3 separate regions of the Mus musculus genome follow, and regions 2 and 3 are each linked to region 1. A link is a contact called in public HiChIP or PLAC-seq and promoter capture Hi-C data. All regions are on one chromosome and are shown on one strand. The core of a region is the stretch at or near the end of the contact, and the rest is flanking DNA. Distances in the headings are between cores, read along the strand shown.

Region 1 (3,981 bases), core at 999-3,498:
GATAAAGACTAGGTGGTCCTTCATCTTTGCTCTAGTTGGTCACTGGACAGTTAGGGAACTTCCCACAAAGCCCTAGAATTGAGCTACCTTGTGACCAGATCCTGAACTATTTTTAGGCTGAAGTTTTCCAGGGATTGGGGGGGGGGGAAGAGTCATATTTTAAATTGTGGATTAAAGTATATATTTAAGAGAAGAGAGTAGTGTGTCATATGTTGACACAGTAAGGCCACTTCAGACACATCATTACTAGGCCTCTCTCCCCTACCCTAAGCAAATAAGGCAGAGATAAATAATGGCTGATTAATACAACAGAGCCAAAGGGCGCTTTTTAAATGTGTAGTTGAGCATGCCAAGAAAAGGAACTGAGATGGGAAAAACCTTGCAATAAATGAACAAAACTTACTGTGTTGTTTATTTTTTGAGACAGGGTTTCTCTGTGTAGTTCTGGCTGTCCTGGAACTTGCTCGGTAGACTCAAGAGACTTGCCTGCCTCTTGCTGGATTAAAGGTATGCGCCGGTATGAGCCGCTACTACTCAGCTACTGTTATTTGAGATCAGGGTCTCTTATAGCCTATCGGCTGACCTTGAACTCCTGATTCTCCCACCTCCACTTCCCAAGTCCTTGGATTATATGTACAAACCACAGTGTGCACAGGATTTTTTTTTTAAGCATTACTCATTTTCTTTTTTTTTTTTTTTTTAAAGATTTATTTATTTATTTATTATATGTAAGTACACTGTAGCTGTCTTCAGACACACCAGAAGAGGGAGTCAGATCTTGTTACGGATGGTTGTGAGCCAACATGTGGTTGCTGGGATTTGAACTCAGGACCTTCGGAAGAACAGTCGGGTGCTCTTACCTGCTGAGCCATCTCACCAGCCCCTCATTTTCTTATTTAAGGGATAATATTCCATTTGAATTCTCATTTTTGGGTTTGGTGACCTTCTAATAAATTTAGAATGTTGTTATATGAACTTTTGAATTAACTACTTGCAAAAAAATAATTTTGCTTGACAGGTGAACCTCTTCCTCATTCCCCATCTTTATCTTAAGAATTTCTTTAGTTCATCTTTCACCTATGGTTGTATTTAACCACTCCTGTGCCATCTCTGGTCCTGAGATTGTAATTCGTGTTAAACTGAAAGGGCAAACCTGACACCTGCCTATTTCAGGTTAGTTAATTACCACTAATGATAGAGGATAGTTTCCTGGAAAAGCACTCCATTGAAAAGGGGACTTTCAACTTTACCTGGTAAAATTCCAGTGCACTTACCCAGTTTCCTCACTGAGGTCAACTCAACTGAGGACTCCTGCACTATTGAAAGGCAGCTACTTCTGGACTATACTGTGGCTGCTGGTTAACAGCTGTGCATCTCCAGGCCTCCATTCTCAAGACCTTTGGCCTCACCCCTACCAATGAAATAAGATACTGCTACGTTTCATAATGTTTCTTGTGGCTTGCAAATGCATCTGGAACCAATGGACAGAGGACCTTCTCAATTTGATTTTGGCAATTTTCTTCTCACTTTCTTTTGGGAGTGGGGGGTGGGGATTGTTAGTGCTAGAGATTGAACCCAGAACTTGAAGAATGCAAAAAGCATACGCTCTACTATATGGCTACTATATCAGCTCAATTCTCTTTTCACCTCTCCGCAACCCCCTAAACCCAAGTGTCCTATCAGCTTGAATAATTCTGCCTTTTTTTTTAAACCGATAGGCTGGGGGTGGTGGTGGGGGTGGTGGTGAGTGTCAATTAGAAAACTGAATTGGAGAATAGAAGGGTGTATCAACATTTTTGGAAAGGGCAGGTGCACCGATAAAACCCCACAGACAACCTCCTTCCAGACGTCCAGTCCAATCGTGGGTTCCCTCACTTGAACAGGGAACTGGGCGCCCCAGGAGGCAGCGAGCAGCGCTGGGCGAGCCGCTGTCCCTCCAGGGAAGGAGGGTGAGCCCGCAGGCCGGCTGCCACTCTGATTGTTACGCGTGTCCAACTTCAGAGTGCGGCGTGCCGGGGGTGCCCCGTCGCCGCCATCCTGAGCCAACCGTGGTTCGGCGCGGTCAGCGGCCGCTGCAAGCCGCCGCCCGCCATCTCCGGGCAGCCGTCCGCGGGGGAGGGGCAGCTGGCGCCCGCGTTCTCCGGCCCGGCGGCCGGCGGAAGAGCCCCGCACCGCGGAAGCGCGACCGCAGCTGGGGATCAGCTGCTGGAGGCGGCAGGGAGGCGGAGCCTAGGGGGGAAGGGGAGGGAGGGACGCGACCGTGAGGAAGCCGCGAACGCCGCCGACCGACCGTCTGCACACCTCGCTCCGTCTGCCATGGCTGGTTAAAGAAGCCTCCGGCTCGCTGCGCGCGGGGAGGGACGGGACGGGAGGGGAGCGGCGGCCCGGCGTGCGGCCGAGGGAGGGGCGGCGGCGCGAGCTGCAGCGGCGGTGGCGGCGGCGGTTCCAGCATGAAGAGGAGAGCTGGCCTGGGGGGCAGCATGAGGTCAGTGGTGGGCTTCTTGTCCCAGCGGGGCTTGCATGGGGACCCCCTGCTCACTCAGGACTTTCAGAGGAGACGCCTGCGGGGCTGCAGAAACCTCTACAAGAAGGACCTTCTCGGCCACTTCGGCTGTGTCAATGCCATTGAATTCTCCAACAATGGAGGCCAGTGGCTGGTCTCAGGTAAATCAACCCCCTTCCTTCCCCTCCCCGCGCCTCCCGCTCCCCTTCCAGCTGCCCCTTCCCCTTCCCCGCCACCCTCCTGCTGCCCTGCGTCCCCACCCCCGCCCTTCTCAACCCCTCTCCAGCGGTGGGAAGATTTGGTGTGAAATTAATACCATTGCAGGGGGAGGGAGGAAGGGAGGGGGGAGGGAAGGAAGAAGGGGAAGGAGAGGAGGATGTCTTCTATATATATAAAAAAAGACCTAAAATGGTTGACAGGTCTTTAATGTGCTTTATCCCAAGTGCAAAGTGGTCCCTCCAGATGCCTGCCCCACCAGTGTGGGTCGGGGAGGGGGACGAGGTTACGGTTTGACTAAGTTGGTTGGCAAACTCTTCCTCTGCGTAGTTTAAAAGGTGCGGGGGGCACTGGGGGGAGGGCTGGCCGGGGGGGGGGGGGAGACCAAGGCTCGCCAAAGGCCAGGCGAAGCTCGAGCCCCAGTCCTCGGTGTCATGGAGAAAAGGGGCCTCGGAGCCGGAGGCCGGCGGTGACAGAGCCGGACACCGTGGGGCCAGCGGGGTCGGGCGGGTGGTGACGGGTAGCAGAGAGGCGTCCCCTCCCCCTGGCTCTCTCAGGGCCCAATCCCATCTCCCAGCACGCAGTGGTAGCCTCTTCAGCGTCTTGTTTTTATTATGGTTCCGAGAGTGGCGAGGGCTCTAGCGACCTAGGGACACCAACCAGCCTGAACTTGGATGCGCTGTTCGGGAGGCAGGGCTTCAGGAGGACCCCCCGGGAGACCTACTGGCGGGAGGCGGGCTCCAGGACCCCCTTCACCCGCGCGGCTCCTGTTGCAGGGCTGCTCGCCTCCTCCCCCACCCGGTTCAGCTGGGCCTACTTGCCTCCAGGGTCTCCCCGCTGGGGTGGGGGAAAGTGGTGCAATCGAGGCCGGGGCTCCGGCCGGGCGGTGTAGGCCTTGCTCTCTCGGGGCTCCTAGCGACAGGCAGCTGAATCGATAGCCTATTGCTCCGGGGGGGGAGGCCGGACCCGAGCGGCGGCGGCGACGGTGGCAGCGGCGGCGCCTGCGTACGCCGCGGCAGGGTCGCTGGCTGCCCCCGCTCCTCCCCTGGGGTCGCGGCCCCGGGTGTGGGCGGGTGGGGCTGGGCTCTTGCCCGAGAAGGGGCGGCTCCCTGAAACCCGGCTGCGCTGTGAAGGGCCTAGACCAGATCGGGCGTTCCCGCTCGCCTCCTTCCTCGACCCTTTTTCCTATACTGGGAGGGTTGGGCGGGGGGGGGGGGGGGGGCAGCCCTGGACGTGGCGCTTAACTTCATCCAGGTGGATAC
Region 2 (3,981 bases), core at 699-3,198, 180 kb after region 1:
CCATTGTGTCCTCTGTCAACCAGAGGTACTTTTTCCCCTTCCATCTGACCATTGTGGGCTTCAACTACCCCAATTCAGAACTCTTTCTGTCAGTAAACATCTAACAAGTAAACCTGTTAGACCACACTAGCCTCTGGATTAAACAGTCGTCCTACAAATACATCTGGCCTCCCTTTTCACATTTCAGAATCTTGGATTGAACTAACCACAGATTAAAAGTATCCTGAGGGCTGGGGATTGCTGACCCTGGAGACTTCATTTTCCTGTCAGGATTTTCTCAACAGCGTGAGTAGTCACATGACATTTCTTTTCCTTTTATGTTTCCCCCCCCCCCCTTTTTCTTTTTGGCTGCATGCACATCTGTGTGATAGTATTAGAAGCCCTGGAACTGGAGTTACAGATAGGACTGAGCTGCCATGTGGGTGCTGGGAATTGAACCCGGGTCCTTTCCTCTGAAAGAGCAGTCAGTGCTCTTAAACGCTGATCCATCTCTCCAGTTCCCGAGTCACATGGCTTTTCTATTTGGGAATGATTTAAAGTGTACAGTGGCTGTAAGTAGGTTACATATCAATCAATTTTGTGCTGTTCTATACATGTGAGGCATAAGCTCTTGCAGATTCTGGTATCTGCAGTGGTTCTGAAATGAGTCCCGAGTATTAAGGGATGCCTGTATAAATTAAGCCCTACTGGTACAAGAGGGATGTATCTGTTGTCCACACCAGAATGCAAAACCAACTGCAGGTTTCCTTGTTACTGATTTTCATACTCAGAGTCCCTCAAAAGACCACTAGGAATCCGGGCGGCTTCTTCCCAGAATGCAACAGTGCTGGACCAACACATTTCCACCCTCCTTTACTGAGCCCAGGGAGTACCGCTAGCACCAAGCAGTTTAGTTAGTCTTGCGCTGTTTCTTCCTCCTCCAAGGATAATAAGGTTTTGTCAGGCACAAGGTTACACACAAAATGGGCCTGTAGAGTCCATGCTGGTTAAGTCTCTTGTCTAGCTCTGCTCTTTGAGTCTCAGTTTCTCCATCTATTAGGTGTATGCATCTGCTAGGTTTATGATACAGGTAGACCATTTTAGGGCTCTTCCTAGTTTCAGCAAAGTGTAGGTAGGGAAGCTGTAAAAGTGGGGAAGGAGGAAACTAGTCTCCAGAAGGTAGCTTCAGCTGTGTTAGTCCACCGGGGAATACCTGCCAAGGAACCTGGGAAGCCGGACAGCCAAGCTGCCACACAAGAAGTCCGCAGCGGGCCAGTGCACGGAACCCTAGAGAAGTACCCAAGGATCCTTGGCGAGGCGGGAAACTCAGTGGGCTGAGAAATGCCAGCTAGCCACAAATCTGGCTCTAGAAGGACAGGGATCAGCCTGGTCCCGAGGGGCGGGGCGGGAGCAGTGGTGGAATCAGGAAATTCCTTTCTACTGTGGGCCCTCCCAACCCCTTTCCAGGGTGCCGACTTGTCCCAACCTAGTTTCCCCGAGAAAGAGAAAACGAAATATGCCTTGGGTTTCCCCGCGCCCTGCTGGGGTTTGTAGCTTGCGTGGGACCGCAGGAACACCGGTGCGCCGGAGTTCTGGGCCTTCCCGCCGGCAGGGAACGGGACCAATCCTCAGCGACTCCTCGGGCTCCGGAGCACAGTGCCATTTGGTCCCCGAGCTCTGGGAGGCGTCCCCAGGCTCCACTCCGGTTCAGCTTAAGGTGGTGTCACATGAGCTGCGGGGGAGTGGGAACCCAGGGAGTGGGCGGTGGCGTGCGCGCCCGGAGGGGGCCGCCCAGTCCACCTATATGCACAGAGACCCGCCTGACGGATGCCAGGAATTCCCAATGAGAGGCGCTGGGGGGAAGTTTGGGCAACTCGGCCTGGCCAATGGAGAACCTCGGGAGGGCTCTGCCCCTTCTCCCCGCCCCCGCCCGCCTCTGCTCCCGCAGCGCGAGTGTTCACTGAGAGCAGTGTGCGTGGAGATTAGGTCCGAGCGCGCGCCCCAGGAAGGCAGTCCGCGAGCTCCAGCCGCCGCCGGCAGCAGCAGCCTCTGCGAACAGAGCCGCGGCGGAAGCGGGCGCAGGGGAGCGAGCCCGGCCCCGCCAGCCCAGCCCAGCCCAGCCCGGCCCAGCCCAGCCCAGCCCAGCCCTGCCGACACCCTCCCCACACCCGGGCAGCAGCCGCCGTCGCCTGGAGAGAAGGTGGAGGAAGAAATCCAGCTCCTAGCACGCACGCACCATCATGGACCATTATGATTCCCAGCAGACCAACGACTACATGCAGCCTGAAGAGGACTGGGATCGGGACCTGCTCCTGGATCCGGCCTGGGAGAAGCAGCAGAGGAAGGTTAGCAGCCACCCCCACCCGCTACAGCCCTGAGCCCTGATCCGCTCTGGCCGCTGCACTCCTGGGCTCCGGGTTGGAAACCAATTCCCGGCGCGCAAGAGCGGAGGCGGGGACATCGCGGCCACTGCGAGGTGGGGTATTGAGTTACAGGCACCGGGCGGGAGAGCGGAGCACCCCTGCCCTGGAGCCCGCGAACAGTTCGCCGCGGCGCGGGGAGGTGGCGCCGCCGGAGGGCAAATCGCCTCAGAGCGGGTGGTCCGGGCCACCCCGGTGCAGCCGAAACTGTCTCCCCGTGGGCAAGGCGCGGGGGCGATGCTCCAGAGGCTGGGGCTGAGACTTAGGCTCCATGGCTGCTTACTCGGGATCGATTTTCTCCTTCCTTCTTTTTCCTGGCGCCTCCATATGGCGTGCGGTGGCAGCACGCTTCCTGGGCCGCCCCTGGGGCTCTGTACCATAGGGGCAAGCTGCCCCGACTACTGCGCCCCGAGCTGGGTCTGCAGACAGTGGGCAGAGCCGGTGTCGGAGGGTTTGGCGACCTCCTCGGGATCTACCTGGAAGTGGACGTTCCGGAGTGCGGCTGGAGCTGAGAATCGGGGGTCGTTCGCGGGCTCCTCAGGGCCTTGTGGGGGCGGGGTCAGGACGGTGAACGGTTTTATTGCTAACTCAGTGAACTGGTGGCTGCAAACCCTCACATCTGTGTTCTGCCCGGTTCTTTTGCTGGCGAAACGCGAGTTTGAGTAGCTTGGCTCTAGTTGGGCTCCTGGTGGAGAGACAGTCTCAGGAGATATTTGGGGTTGTTCTCCGAGGATCCACGGCCCTGTATCCTAGTCGCCATCAGCAAGGTTCGGGATATGCTGCCCCGTCTGAGCTGAGAAATTGGCGATGGGTCCGGAGCGTAATGGCTATAGGCAGGAAGAGGTCAGAAACCTCTCTTGCTTGGGGAGGGGGAGACATTAACCCTGTCACGGCTTCCTGCCTGAGCAGAGAGCGCGTTCCTTAGGCGGCCACGTACCCTGACCCCCCAACACCCAACTCCCGTTCAGTCCCCCCCCCCCCACTTCGTGATCTGGGAATGGGGGGGGGGGTGTACAGGATGGCGCGTCCCTCTGGATAGTGCGGTTAGGGCTGGGCTTGAGGGAGAATGCTCATGTCCAAAAATGGTAACATTCATTCCCTTTTTTAAACTTAAAAGGGGGGGAGTTTAGTGAGCCGGCTGAAGGTTTTTTTTTTCCCCCAGCTAAAGGCATCCTGTATTAGCTCACTCAGGAATCCTAAGCCCTGAAACGGTGCCCTTTTGCTCACTTCATCAGACCAGCAGAGGTAATTTAAAACACACCACAATGGGCTTCCTTAAACAGGCAACCTGGGGCCCTGCCCCTGTCTCTTACTGCAACAGCAACTTAAGAGCGTCTCTTGGCTTTGAACTGACTTCTTTGTAATGTATTAGTAGCTTACAGACACCGCCCTCTTCCTGTCAGCCCCCCCCCCCCTTTTCTGGAAGGACTGAGGGCTGAGGGTCTTTCCCCCTTCTTCACTCTCGAATTTATTTCCTGGGACTGTTGATGGAAGAGAAAACTGAGTGAGAAGTTTGGAGATTTCCAGGGAGGACGAGAGATGCCCTCCTTCCCCTGCTTCTTTCTGTCAAAAAAAAAAAAGT
Region 3 (3,981 bases), core at 557-3,056, 160 kb before region 1:
GCCCTCCATGCCTGATCTGACTTGCAATCAAGAGTCCCAGTACCTACACCCTCAAGTGGAAGTGGCCACCACCTTTAGAGTCATGTAGTGGGCTGGGGGTGGGAAACTGGAGTCCCCCTATGTCGGAGTCACAAAGGGGATCTTAGAATTTTCTTCTCCCAAGCTTGACAAGGTAAGGGGGGAAGCTGTTTCCATAGAACATTTCAGAAAGGCCTGGATAGAGGATGGTGTGTTATACGGGATATGGAGAAGAGATGTAAGGCAGAGGCCTGCGTTTGCAGAAGACCGAATAGCAGCAGACATCAATGTTCTGTTTCTTGCCTATTTTCCTTCCCTGCAGCCACATCCCTTTTTACCTTCCTATGAGGCGACAGAGCTCATGACCATGAGACTGGAGCCTGCAGAGCTCCGAGAGAGATTGTCTGTGTTCTCACTGTGCAGCTAAGGGACAGAGATAAGCTGCACTCAACTGTGGAGACGGTGTTATTTAAAATTTGGCTTAGTTTCCACAGGCACACCTGCATCTCCAGTTTCTATTTGGATACCGGACTGTTCTTACAGCCTCTCATGTTTGACTCCATTGGCTAAACCTCCAACAAAATGTCAAACCAGGCTCTCCCTTCCCTTTTTGCACATGATCTGTGCATTCCTTGGCATGGGAAGCAATGAGCAAATGAATAACCCACTGGTAGAAATCTTACTTCCACCAGAACTTCTAGGCAGCCTTTCTCACCGGCTCTCCCAGCCACTCTGAGGCTGTGCAGATGTCACACATGTTCAGGCATCTCCTATGCCCGGTCTCAGCATCTGCATCCTCTGGTCAAGCAGCAGCCCATTATTATTTTTTTTTTCTGTTTTTCAAGACAGGGTTTCTCTGTGTAGCCCTGGTTGTCCTGGAACTCACTCTGTAGACCAGGCTGGCCTCAAACTCAAAAATCTGCCTGCCTCTGCCTCCCAAGTGCTGGGATTAAAGGCATGCGCCACCATGCCCGGCGCAGCAGCCCATTATTGTATGAGCGAGGAACCTGGGGAATGGCTGGACTAGAGCCTGCTGACTTCATCGCACCCTGTCTAACTCTCAGGAGCTTCATGGACACGTGAAGCCTAACTGGCCTGGGTTGGAATCAAGGCCAATTAGAGACCAGAAAGGAAAGCCAAGAATCCAGAATGGACTGACAGTCGGGGAACTGTTCATCTGTCCTCCATGGTGGTGAGAGGTGTGGCATCCAGGGTGCTGGGGGTCGGGGGGATGACTAGCCAGGCTTGGAGGAACATAACACATGCAGCCTGAGGACACATGGATCCTGGGGAATCGGGTTGTCAGGATTGGCAGCAAGGGTCTCTATGGTCCACAGGGTGCTTTTATAGAGAAGTATTTGAATGAGCTGCCTGGGAAGATACCAGAAAGCTCTGACTTCATCATAGAGGTGTTTGTGGGCTCAAGGCTTTCCTCTCAGGAAGGGTTTGAGGCTCCAGCCAAAGGGCAGACTGCACCTGCCTGGCTGCAGAACAGGGCAGAGGTCAAGCTATATCTCTTTGGCTGAAAGCTAGCAGAAGTGGCCAGGAAGCCCAGTAAGTGGCTATAATGTTCTTCCCTGTCACCCTGGCCCCCATTCTCATACTCAAAGGCTGGAAGGAGAGAACCTGGCTGTTTTTCCAGAACAGAATAACAAACTGCCACTCAACCCTAAAGAAAGAATTGACCCAAACAAACAGCAGAGGCGTGGGTGGAAGCCCTGTAGGCCCAGGCTGAGAGCCAGGCCCCTCCTCACCCTTTGTTGGACTGTAAGCAGGCTGTGTCACCAGCAGGGTGGAGAGGCGGCTGCAGCGGCCTGGGCCTTGGATCCCATGCTCTGGGGAACAAGGAGCCCCTTTAACCAGGAAGAGTGCAGCAGCAAAGAGAAGGGCTAACTCCGGCAATCTAGTACTTAGTGCTCTGTCACTGGCTGCTTTGCGCTGGGGGCAAGTGACAACATTTCTCGGAGCATTAGCCTTTCCTTCCACAAGTAACCCTGAACTGTTTCCTAGGAACCATCTGAGGCTAGTCATGTGAGCTTGCAAATCACTGTCTCTGGACCTCAGATTCCCAGTGAGCCAGTAGCCAAGAAATTCTTACTAAGTTCTGGCTTAAGTCTGTGGGCTCAGGAGTCACACTGAGCCCAGATTTAAATCCTAGCTCCTTCTGCTCTTTCTAGCTGTGGGAGCTGAAAGCCTATGTGAAGGAAGCCATGGCTCACTCACTGGACAATAGGGCTCGTTGAGAACTATCTTACCAGGCAGCTGGAGGAGGAGGCAGCTAAAGGATGATTGTGGATGTGAGCGGGCTAGCACAGTCTGGGCATCCAAGCTAGTTCTTATTTGAGCTTTGTAGTTGTCATCAAAGGTTGGACGAGCAGCGTTAGCAAGACAAATGGTTCCTGCCCCCAGACTGGCAGAACTAATGTTAAACAAACACTTAGCTGCAGCGTCTGCTCTGCTGGGCCTAGATGATGCCAGAGGCTCCTCAGATTCTCAACCGAGAGGCTGATCTTCGAGCACATGCCTCAAGCTGGGACTCCCCTGTCAGGGCATAACTGCTCAGTGTCCCTTGGAGCTGTTGTTCATCTGTGCCTGGTCGTGGAGGCTTACCTGCTTGCCTTCTTTAGGGTTACACGTTTGCAGTATGACTGGGGATCCAGGGGAAGACATTAAGGTGGAGGTGGCAGCCAGGCATTTCCCCTGCTGCTGGATAAGGTGATCGCTAAATAACCATGCCTGCAAGACAAGGAAAGGACAGCTCTGGGTGGACAGATATGGGTAGACAGGTGATTAGGCAAAGAGATTCAGGACTTTTTTTCAAACTTTTTTTTTTTTGTTTTGTTTTGTTTTTCGAGACAGGGTTTCTCTGTATAGCTCTGGCTGTCCTAGAACTCACTCTGTAGACCAGGCTGGCCTCGAACTCAGAAATCAGCCTGCCTCTGCCTCCCAAGTGCTGGGATTAAAGGCGTGCGCCACCACTGCCCAGCCTTTTTCAAACTTTTTACAAATAACTGTAGAAGCTAAAGGAGAGTATTCACTGTACAGCTTCCATTTTGCTTTATGTTAGAAACTGTTCTCAGCCAAATATTAAGATAAAGAAACTCAGCTGGTGCTAACCAGAGGGGAGTTAAGGAGGCCCCAAGGGATGCTGGAGAGAGGGAAGAAGGAAGAATACAGGACCTAGCTGGGTCCATGATGGGGTTTCCCCAATCTGCTCTAGAGCTGATACAGGTGTGGCACTCATGCATTAGCTATGTACACAGAGTCTTAGAGACCTGCAGACCATCACACACATTCAAACTATATTCCAGCACAGAACTGGGCACCATTTCTTCCTTTAGAAGAGGAAGTGAGGGACCCAGCGCTGGAAAGGAATGGGCATTCAGCAGGAGCAAAATGTGGGGAGCCCTGGGAAGGTTGATTTATGGATGGTGTAGAAAGCGAGGAGGAAAATGAGCAGAGAGAAGCCCTAACCCCATTCGTGGCCAACGCTCTCAGATTCCATCCTGCTCTTAGCCCTAAACAGCTTACCTGGGCTGGTGGTGGGCTCTTGGCTGACCCTCTGCATATCCCCATTCCAAGCAGGAGGTCACCAGCTGTGTTCTGGCCTTGGGATTCTAAGCAGTTAACTCCTTGCTTAATGACACCAGGGAGCACTTCCTTCACGGGGACACTGAGGAGAAAGGTGACATCAGGCTGCTTTTCTCTCTCCTCTTGCTTACCCACCCCTTCCTCCAGAGGGAGTCACTGAGGTCTCCAGGACTGGCAGTCTGGGGAGGTGGGGGTGGGGTATGGGGAGCAGGGTTGTAAGAGGCAGAAACAGCCTCAGTCCTAGAAGGTTCTTATGGGAGACCTGAGACACAAGGGACCCTGAAGAGATACTCAGGCCTAACTCATGGACTCTTCAGCCTGGAAGTGGACACCTGGGAGTTTAAAGGTGACTTTACCACCCGATTTCAAAAT

The links. HiChIP or PLAC-seq counts read pairs in DNA pulled down with a chosen protein or histone mark. Capture Hi-C pulls out chosen DNA fragments and counts their contacts.
Region 2: a contact with region 1 is called in a promoter capture Hi-C map of liver. The contact joins the promoter of Actn1 here to the promoter of Dcaf5 in region 1. A contact is called at or near these places in 9 of 39 promoter capture datasets (the 3T3-L1 cell line, the C10 cell line, cranial neural crest and 4 more), 9 of 484 Hi-C or Micro-C datasets (cardiomyocytes, embryonic stem cells, forebrain and 4 more), 6 of 115 datasets of contacts at active chromatin or transcription factors (effector CD8 T cells, embryonic stem cells, memory CD8 T cells and 3 more) and 3 of 9 other capture datasets (adipose tissue, liver and pancreatic islet).
Region 3: a contact with region 1 is called in an H3K4me3 HiChIP or PLAC-seq map of stem cell-derived neural progenitor cells, with 50 read pairs. The contact joins the enhancer-like site here to the promoter of Dcaf5 in region 1. A contact is called at or near these places in 1 of 15 datasets of contacts at CTCF or cohesin (the NIH/3T3 cell line), 3 of 115 datasets of contacts at active chromatin or transcription factors (embryonic stem cells, microglia and stem cell-derived neural progenitor cells) and 4 of 9 other capture datasets (adipose tissue, embryonic stem cells, liver and 1 more).

Annotation. Positions count from the first base shown.
Region 1 is chr12:80,434,868-80,438,848 of GRCm38.p6, reverse strand. It overlaps Dcaf5 (DDB1 and CUL4 associated factor 5), which reads left to right and starts at 2,248. Exons shown (of 9, transcript NM_177267.5): 1 at 2,248-2,664. The coding sequence starts at 2,451.
Region 2 is chr12:80,258,330-80,262,310 of GRCm38.p6, reverse strand. It overlaps Actn1 (actinin, alpha 1), which reads left to right and starts at 1,948. Exons shown (of 21, transcript NM_134156.3): 1 at 1,948-2,324. The coding sequence starts at 2,220.
Region 3 is chr12:80,596,791-80,600,771 of GRCm38.p6, reverse strand. It overlaps Galnt16 (polypeptide N-acetylgalactosaminyltransferase 16), which reads right to left. Exons shown (of 15, transcript NM_001081421.2): 13 at 3,550-3,691; 14 at 2,629-2,754. Among named protein-coding and RNA genes, the nearest start is that of Gm23817, 24 kb to the left of the region's middle. Within about 2 kb of position 1,806, at least 89 of the 459 cell types and tissues checked have an H3K27ac peak or open chromatin away from gene starts, as enhancers often do. A contact at or near this core is called in adipose tissue, pancreatic islet and stem cell-derived neural progenitor cells, where this site is marked.